Linked DNA regions of Anser cygnoides: region 1 is linked to region 2. Evidence: chromatin contacts called from public Hi-C data. All regions are on one chromosome and are shown on one strand. The core of a region is the stretch at or near the end of the contact, and the rest is flanking DNA. Distances in the headings are between cores, read along the strand shown. Region 1 holds the start of HDDC2 (HD domain containing 2). Region 2 holds the start of NCOA7 (nuclear receptor coactivator 7).

Region 1 (3,337 bases), core at 333-2,832, 220 kb after region 2:
AGATAGCTTTTAAATTGCGACCAAAATGCATCTGGGCTGTATTATTTATTTGGGAGTGTGTTTAAGTATACACGGGAGCAAAAAATAAAAATACTCTGCCATCTGTTGATATCTGGCAAACTGCAGATGTTCTTTACTGAAAGCGGAATATTTAATTGCCACATTTAAACCATTGTCTGCTATTTCAATTGGTAATATAAAAATAACAAAGAAATGCAATGCATTTTGAAAAGCTACAGATTGCAAAGTGTTTTTATTTAGTGTATTTATTTATTTAGTGTATTTATTTATTTAAGTGTATTTATTTGGTGTTTTTATTTAACTTGCAAAAGTGAGGAGAAGTGACTGTAGCCAGATTTCAGGAGTCTATAACCTTAAATCTCTTAGTGCAGCAACTGTGATAACAACACTCTTTTCTCTGAATAATTACATTAGCTTCTTCCATTTACTATGATGATTTTTTTTGTTTGTTTGTTTTAGGAAAAAAAAAAGAGGAAAAGAAAAAGCATGCTACATGCTTAAGTGGTCATTGATATGATCAGTTTTGACCAACTATGAGCTACTCACAGAGAAGGCCTCACCAAGAATTGTCGCTGTTGCCTATATCAATAACAGCCCAGCTTCTACTCCTCTACCTTTGTGGCAATTTTAAGATTTGAAGAAAAGCTTGTCAAGTGTAGGGAATTTAATCAGAAGAAAACATACTGATGAGGAAAGATTGTGCAGCCTGTGGTTACACTTCATTTCTGACCCTTTCATCGCAACGGAGAGTTATGTGACCTGTATGTATACTTGTGTCACATCGTTGGAGTAATTAAGGCTCCTGTCCCCTCTCACCACCCCCAGTACTGCTGTCTGCCCTTTAATTATTGCTGTTTCTGCACATCAGTTGTGTGCTGGACATTACACAATGAGTGTAAAGAGGCCATTCCAGGTCCAGGTCCAGTGGACTTAAAATTGAAAGTCTACTCTTAGTCCGTCTCTTTATTGTCAATTTACTGAAGAATTGCTAGCAATTTCTGAATATGAGAAGGCACTTCTTTACTGTGAGGGTGACAGAGCACGGGCACAGGTTGCCCAGAGAGGTTGTGGAGTCTCCTTCTCTGGAGATATTCAAAACCCGCCTGGATGCCACCCTGCACAATGTGCTCTAGGTGATCCTGCTCGGCAGGGGGTTGGACTAGATGATGTTCAGAGGTCTCTTCCAACCTCACCCATTCTGTGTCTCTGTGATTTGGGTCAGGTAATTATCCCCTTGTAATCTTATCTACTCCTTTCCTGCACATGGAAGGATTTCTTCTTCTGTTTTTGCGGCCGTGGTAAGTCACCACGTTCCCGTTATCACAGCAGTCACATCCACAAACACCCGGACTTCTCCCGTTGCTTTCCTCCTCGGCCTGAGCTGTTATTATTAGAGTACTGATTGCGGTTAATCGATTAGGTAATAGCCACAGGGGAGCCGGAGATCTGGGTGTAAAAACTCCCCGCTGGACCTTACACCCACGCCCGCCAGGCGGCTCTCCCCTTCCCCGGCCTTCGGGGAGGTGCTGGCCAGCTGCCGCGGCAGCCCCCCGGGGCAGGCCGTGCTCCGCGGCCGGGAGGAAGAGGAGGAGGAGGAAGAGGAAGAGGAGGAGGAAGGGGAGGAGGAGGAGGGCGCTCGGGAAGCGGAGCGGGCGGCCCATGGCGGCGGGGGGCAGCGGGGGCGGGCTGCTCGCCTTCCTGCGGCTGCTGGGGCAGCTCAAGGTGCCGGGCCGGGGACGGGAGGGCAGGGCGGCGGGGGAGAGGTGCCCGGGGGGGGCCGGGGGGGGCCGGGGGCTTGCCGGCTGCAGATCCAGGTGCCTCGGAGCGCCGAGGTGGCAGCGGGGCGGAATTTGCCCACGTGTCGCTTCAAAACCTAAGGTTTCCCCCTTTAAGTGACCGCGGTGCTCCCTTCCCGCAGAGGGTGCCGCGGACGGGATGGGTGTACAGGAACGTGGCAAAGCCAGAGAGCGTGTCGGATCACATGTACAGGATGGCGATGATGGCCTTGGTGACCGAGGACAAAAACCTGAACAAGGACAGGTGAGAGAGACCCTCTGGTTCCCCTGCCTGGTGCTGCCACGGGGGAGCTGCGGGCACAGCGCTCAGAGCAGCCGTCCTGCTGAGGAGGAGCTCTTAAGGCCCACCGACGGTGTTTGAAGTGCTTTCCCCACATCCCTTCCCTCCATCCTTTGAGCTGTTTACCTGGAGAGGTGAACGGGACGAAGGCTTTTTATCACTAAAATCAGAGTGCTGAGGCTCTGAGCTGGCTTTCCCTCAAGCCTGAGACAAGCAAGCTGAAGGCATCCCGGTAAAAGGCAGTTTGAAGCAACAGACAACAAAGGCAAAGACATTCTCGGTGGATTTGGGCAGGCTGAGTTAGCACTCAGCAGCAATCGGGAGCCTCATAAATCATACAGCATAGAAGAGAGAGCATCATTAGTATTGAACGAGTTGTCAAGTACAGTATGGGATCATATTTGCTGTCACTTCAGGAGCTGATGAAAGCAGTGAAGGCTTTCTTGAGGATTGTGCTACAGGCTGACATAGCTGCTTAGCTGCAAGCATGTTTTGTCAGCTTATAAATTGAATTTGGGGTGGCGGCAGATTACGTTCTACCTGTTACAGGGATAATGTGAAGTGTATAATGTAGGTAGCTCTTGTATGCTTGGTTTTCTGAGATGTGAAAACTACATACATTACTTTTGAATTGTATGCTATTGTGCAAACTATATTTTTACTTATATCTATATTTACAAGCAGCAGGAGATAGAAATTGGGAATTAAAATCATGTCTAAATGGAAAACAAGGCCCTTAGGCCCTTAGCAAAGAAGTGAAATGTATTATGTAAAATCTCTCTCTATATATGAAAGGGATAAATTATGGGGGCTCTTAGCTTTATGAATAATAAGACATAACTTAAAATGTTGAAAAAATGATTATTCTGTCTTTGCTTTTTGTCAGATGCATACGATTAGCGTTGGTTCATGATATGGCTGAATGCATTGTTGGAGATATTGCTCCTGCAGACAACATCTCAAAAGAGGAGAAACACAGGAGAGAAGAGGTATAGACATAAGCTGTGAAACCACATCTGCCAAGCATTTTGAATGTTTTAAATGCTCTGCTGGTAGTGAAGAGACCCTCAAAGCAACCTAACACTGTCATTGGCATTGCACAAGTAGGCCACTAACACCCAAAGTTTTCAGCTTGTTTTAATATTTTTTTAACATGTAACATAACAAAGTACAAAGTTACGGAAGGAGAATCTTTGAAGTAATCACATTGATAATTTGTTCCCAAGCTAGCAGTATTTTT
Region 2 (3,721 bases), core at 672-3,171:
CATCTGCATCTGTTAGCTTATTGCTCATTTGTTTGAGGAAGATAACCTGCAGTAAAGAATTACGCTGATGAGCCTGAATACCGTTAACAGCCCAGTTTTGAAAAGGTATAAAAATAAATGTAGATGGATGTTTTCTATTCCCATTAACAGTCATCCTGGTCTTTCCCAAGAATTCTTATCATTTTTCACTATGAAATAGTCACTAAATTAGTTTCGTACAGGCAGTCTTTTATGCCTAGTTGAGGTTCTGCTTAATACTACCATGCACTGGGGGCCGACTTCTGTAACAACAAATTGTTATTTTTAGCTTGGTTTCAGTTGATGCAAAGAGGAATTTTGCAAGTCTCCCCAGCTAGCCCTGTAGTTTTGAATCAATTGCCTAGATTTAAAACAATTTAACAGACAGGGGTATTGAAAATTTCTACGACTTTCACAAAAGTGAAACAGAAAACGACCAGAGCTTGAAAATCTGTGAGAAGTTCTCCCCACGTTATTGTTTACCAGTTTCTACTGTCTAGTACAGCAAAACAGTAGATTATTCCAAAATGCTCTCTAGAAGAGACTGTGAAAGAAAAAGGATTTGTTCACATACATGAGGAGATAATAAAAAGTCTTATTTGTTTCAGCTAAGGTATTTTGTTGAGCTCTGTGAGAACACTTGATGAAGCACCCCACTGCCATACCTGATCCCAGACCCCGGGATAACATACATTATAATACAGGATAGAAGTAAAAGCTGACACAGGTCTCCCTGGATCAAGAACAGTGTCAGAAGAATGGAAGATCAAGGGAGGCAGTAGTAGAACTTGAAAAAATATTCAGAAAAATATTGTTGGTGAGTTACTCCTCTATTTTTCATGAGAGTCTTTAAAATATTTTCTATTTGTAAATAGTAAATAACTAGTCCACACAGTATTAAGACATGACACTGCAAATTCTCACATACTGCCCCCTACCTCTGTTGAAAATAAACTGCAAGAAGATAGAGCAAGTCACCTTAGAGCTTCTAAAATTAAATGGTCTTTGAGCTAGGAATATCAGAATTGCTGTAAAATTTGGAAAACTTGTTTTGAGATTCTCTTTAAAATTCATTTCATAAAAACAATATTATGATGAAAACAGCTACAAGAAATCCAAGCTACATTTTTTTTCCCAGAATATGTGTATAAACTATCGGTTAGGTAACCATTCTGAACATACATAGAATTAAGCATAAAATAGCAAAAGACAGTACAGCATTTTTCCTTCACGCTCCTCTCCATCTCCCCAAAACTGGGATAATGCACATTTGAAACCTGGATAACTTAAAGAAGAAAAACTGATGCCAAGACTTTCCAGATCAAATAAACAGCTGGGGAAAGAGAAGAGTGATAAATGCACACATTACACATAATTATGAATAATGTTTACAGTGCCTGTGCACATCAAGGATTTTCCCTACTACTGAAGTGGGTACCCCAGCTACTAAAGACAATTTGTACTTACCATTGTATAGAAGAAACATATCCAAATAAAAGACTTTCAGTAAATTAACACATTACTTTGATGTCATTCTTACTCATTTTTACCTAGTAAGCCTGCTGTCACACATCAATTAACAAGGCAAATTAGAGTATAACAATACCTAATACATTCATATGGAACAGAAAAGTTAATCGCATGCTGTTTACAGCTGGCAGCTAAAGTAAGGGCTCTGATTTTTCATCTTTAAATACCCGACTCTGAAGTCTGGGGTACAGAGCCTCTGACACTGAGTGCTACTCACTTGGCGTTACTGACACACAGCCATCCGGTCGTGTTAGGTGACAAGGAGCATCGCTCTCTGACATCCCTCCCCTGGGGCTCTCAGGACGATCGTTCTTCTCCAGCTGGCATCGCAGGGACGCAGGCACAGGCAGCGGCTGCTTCTGCGCGGGCAGGAGGCTGAATCGCTGACAGCTTCACTGATGGGTTTCTCTATCGCATGTAGGAAGCCAGAGAAGAGGCACAATCTTTTGTCAGCGCACATGACTTGTACGGAAAAGAAAGCCTTTTCTAAAAATTACGACATACCCTGTGACTCTCCGTGCTATTTTCCTGGTGGTCATGGGGTCTGTCCCCTCACCACTACAGCCTGGGTTCACACCCTGGAAAAGATTTCTTATTTCGGTGAAGCTTCTCTTGTACATACATTCAAGTTTTCAATACCCTTACAGCTGCAATCAGGGATTCTTTCACCGATAAAAAGAAATTTCATCATATTATTGCACATTCATGTGGACCTACCCTAGTTTTAAAGCACCTGCCCTGAGTGCTGTTAGCATCATAGCCACTCTGTAGCTCTGAATTCTGTACCCCTCCAAAAGCCTCTCTTGGGGTGACGGTAAGTGCTTGGGGTGGAGGAGCCTGTGCTGTTAACAGACGCCATGGAGCTGGTTAAGCATGCAAATGTATTTAATCCAGCTCGGTTCCTGTGGTTTAGAACTACCTTAATATTTAGCTGTTGTTCCTGTCCTGCTCTGGGGCCAAAATAATCACTGTGTTTACAATGGCACATTTACCCTTGGCTCACATTGGCGTGAAACCAGGTCCCACGTGGTCTTTCTCTTCAACGAGGGGCACTGGTGACCTGCTGGGACCAGGGACTCTCTCACCTGGCCACGTCCCTGTCTTTCTGTATGTCTCTGGCCACAGTGGCACCTCAATCTGATCTGCTGTCTGCCTCCAGCACTCCTCAGCTTTGTCCCCTCAAGGATGAAAATGCCTCGGTCTTACCGAAGAAGCTGCTATCAACATGCGCATGTGAAATGCAGTTCTTGCAGTGTGTAAGACTCTGTGCAATGGGGCCTAATCCTAACGTTACAGTTTTATAAGTTACCTACAACACTGCATACTAAAATCAATCAGCTTGGACAAAAGCAAGCTCCATCTCAATCCAAGTGCACACTGCGTTCAAGCCTGCTCAGAGAGGTTTGGGCTGAAACGAACCATTGACTCTGCTGGGACTTGGTAAGGCTGAAACCAACACCCCAAGCGCCTGAGCACACCCCTGAGGACGTGGGAGTCCTTCACGTTTGCTTTCTGACTCTAAGGCTGTTAAAGATAAGCTAAGGCATATTTGCAGAATCCACAAGCGTAAAGTCTGAAGCTTATCTTTCTTAATGTGGGAAAGGTTTCTTGTATAATGAATTTCAGAGCCAGAGGGTTTGAGAACTGGCGATTTGCTCGTACAGAGCAAACCCTCTCATATTATGGACATGGCTTACATAGAGGAAACTACTTTCTGTTAGCATAGCTTACAGCTCTGCGTTGCTTATGAAATCACCACGCCAGAGGGAGAAGCAGATGCAGTCTGCATCTATGGCCGAGTTTTCACTCATCTCATAGAAATATTACCAAAACCAGAGGGGTCACCCATTCTTATCTGTCACATCGGGGTGTCCTGAAATAGCACAGAGGACAGCACGTCTCCTTTCTCCCCCATCTCGGGTCTAGATTTGTGGCCCAGGGCACACTGCTGACGAGGCCTTCTCTTTTTAGGAAGGGCACGAACAGGCATCATGAAATAAGGGAAAACAAACAGTGATGCACTTTGCACAAGGTATGCTGAAGCCTTTTTATTTGTATTTTTAAACATAGTTTTGACAAATACTCCTGTGACACTTTCCCCTAGGCACAGGAGGAGGAGGAGGAGGAGGACTCACCGCTCCCTCCTCCCTCAGACGCTGCCTGGTGGCGCTTT

What was found. Hi-C and Micro-C count contacts between places; a contact is called where the count stands out from the background.
Region 1: a Hi-C map of liver shows a contact between it and region 2, with 6 times the contacts expected there. The contact joins the promoter of HDDC2 here to the promoter of NCOA7 in region 2. A contact is called at or near these places in 3 of 7 Hi-C or Micro-C datasets (granulosa cells and liver).

What each region holds. Positions count from the first base shown.
Region 1 is chr3:66,028,844-66,032,180 of Taihu_goose_T2T_genome, forward strand. HDDC2 (HD domain containing 2) reads left to right here and starts at 1,583. Exons shown (of 5, transcript XM_066994324.1): 1 at 1,583-1,743; 2 at 1,940-2,061; 3 at 2,984-3,086. The coding sequence starts at 1,681.
Region 2 is chr3:65,811,233-65,814,953 of Taihu_goose_T2T_genome, forward strand. It overlaps NCOA7 (nuclear receptor coactivator 7), which reads right to left and starts at 1,922. Exons shown (of 16, transcript XM_048065604.2): 1 at 1,766-1,922.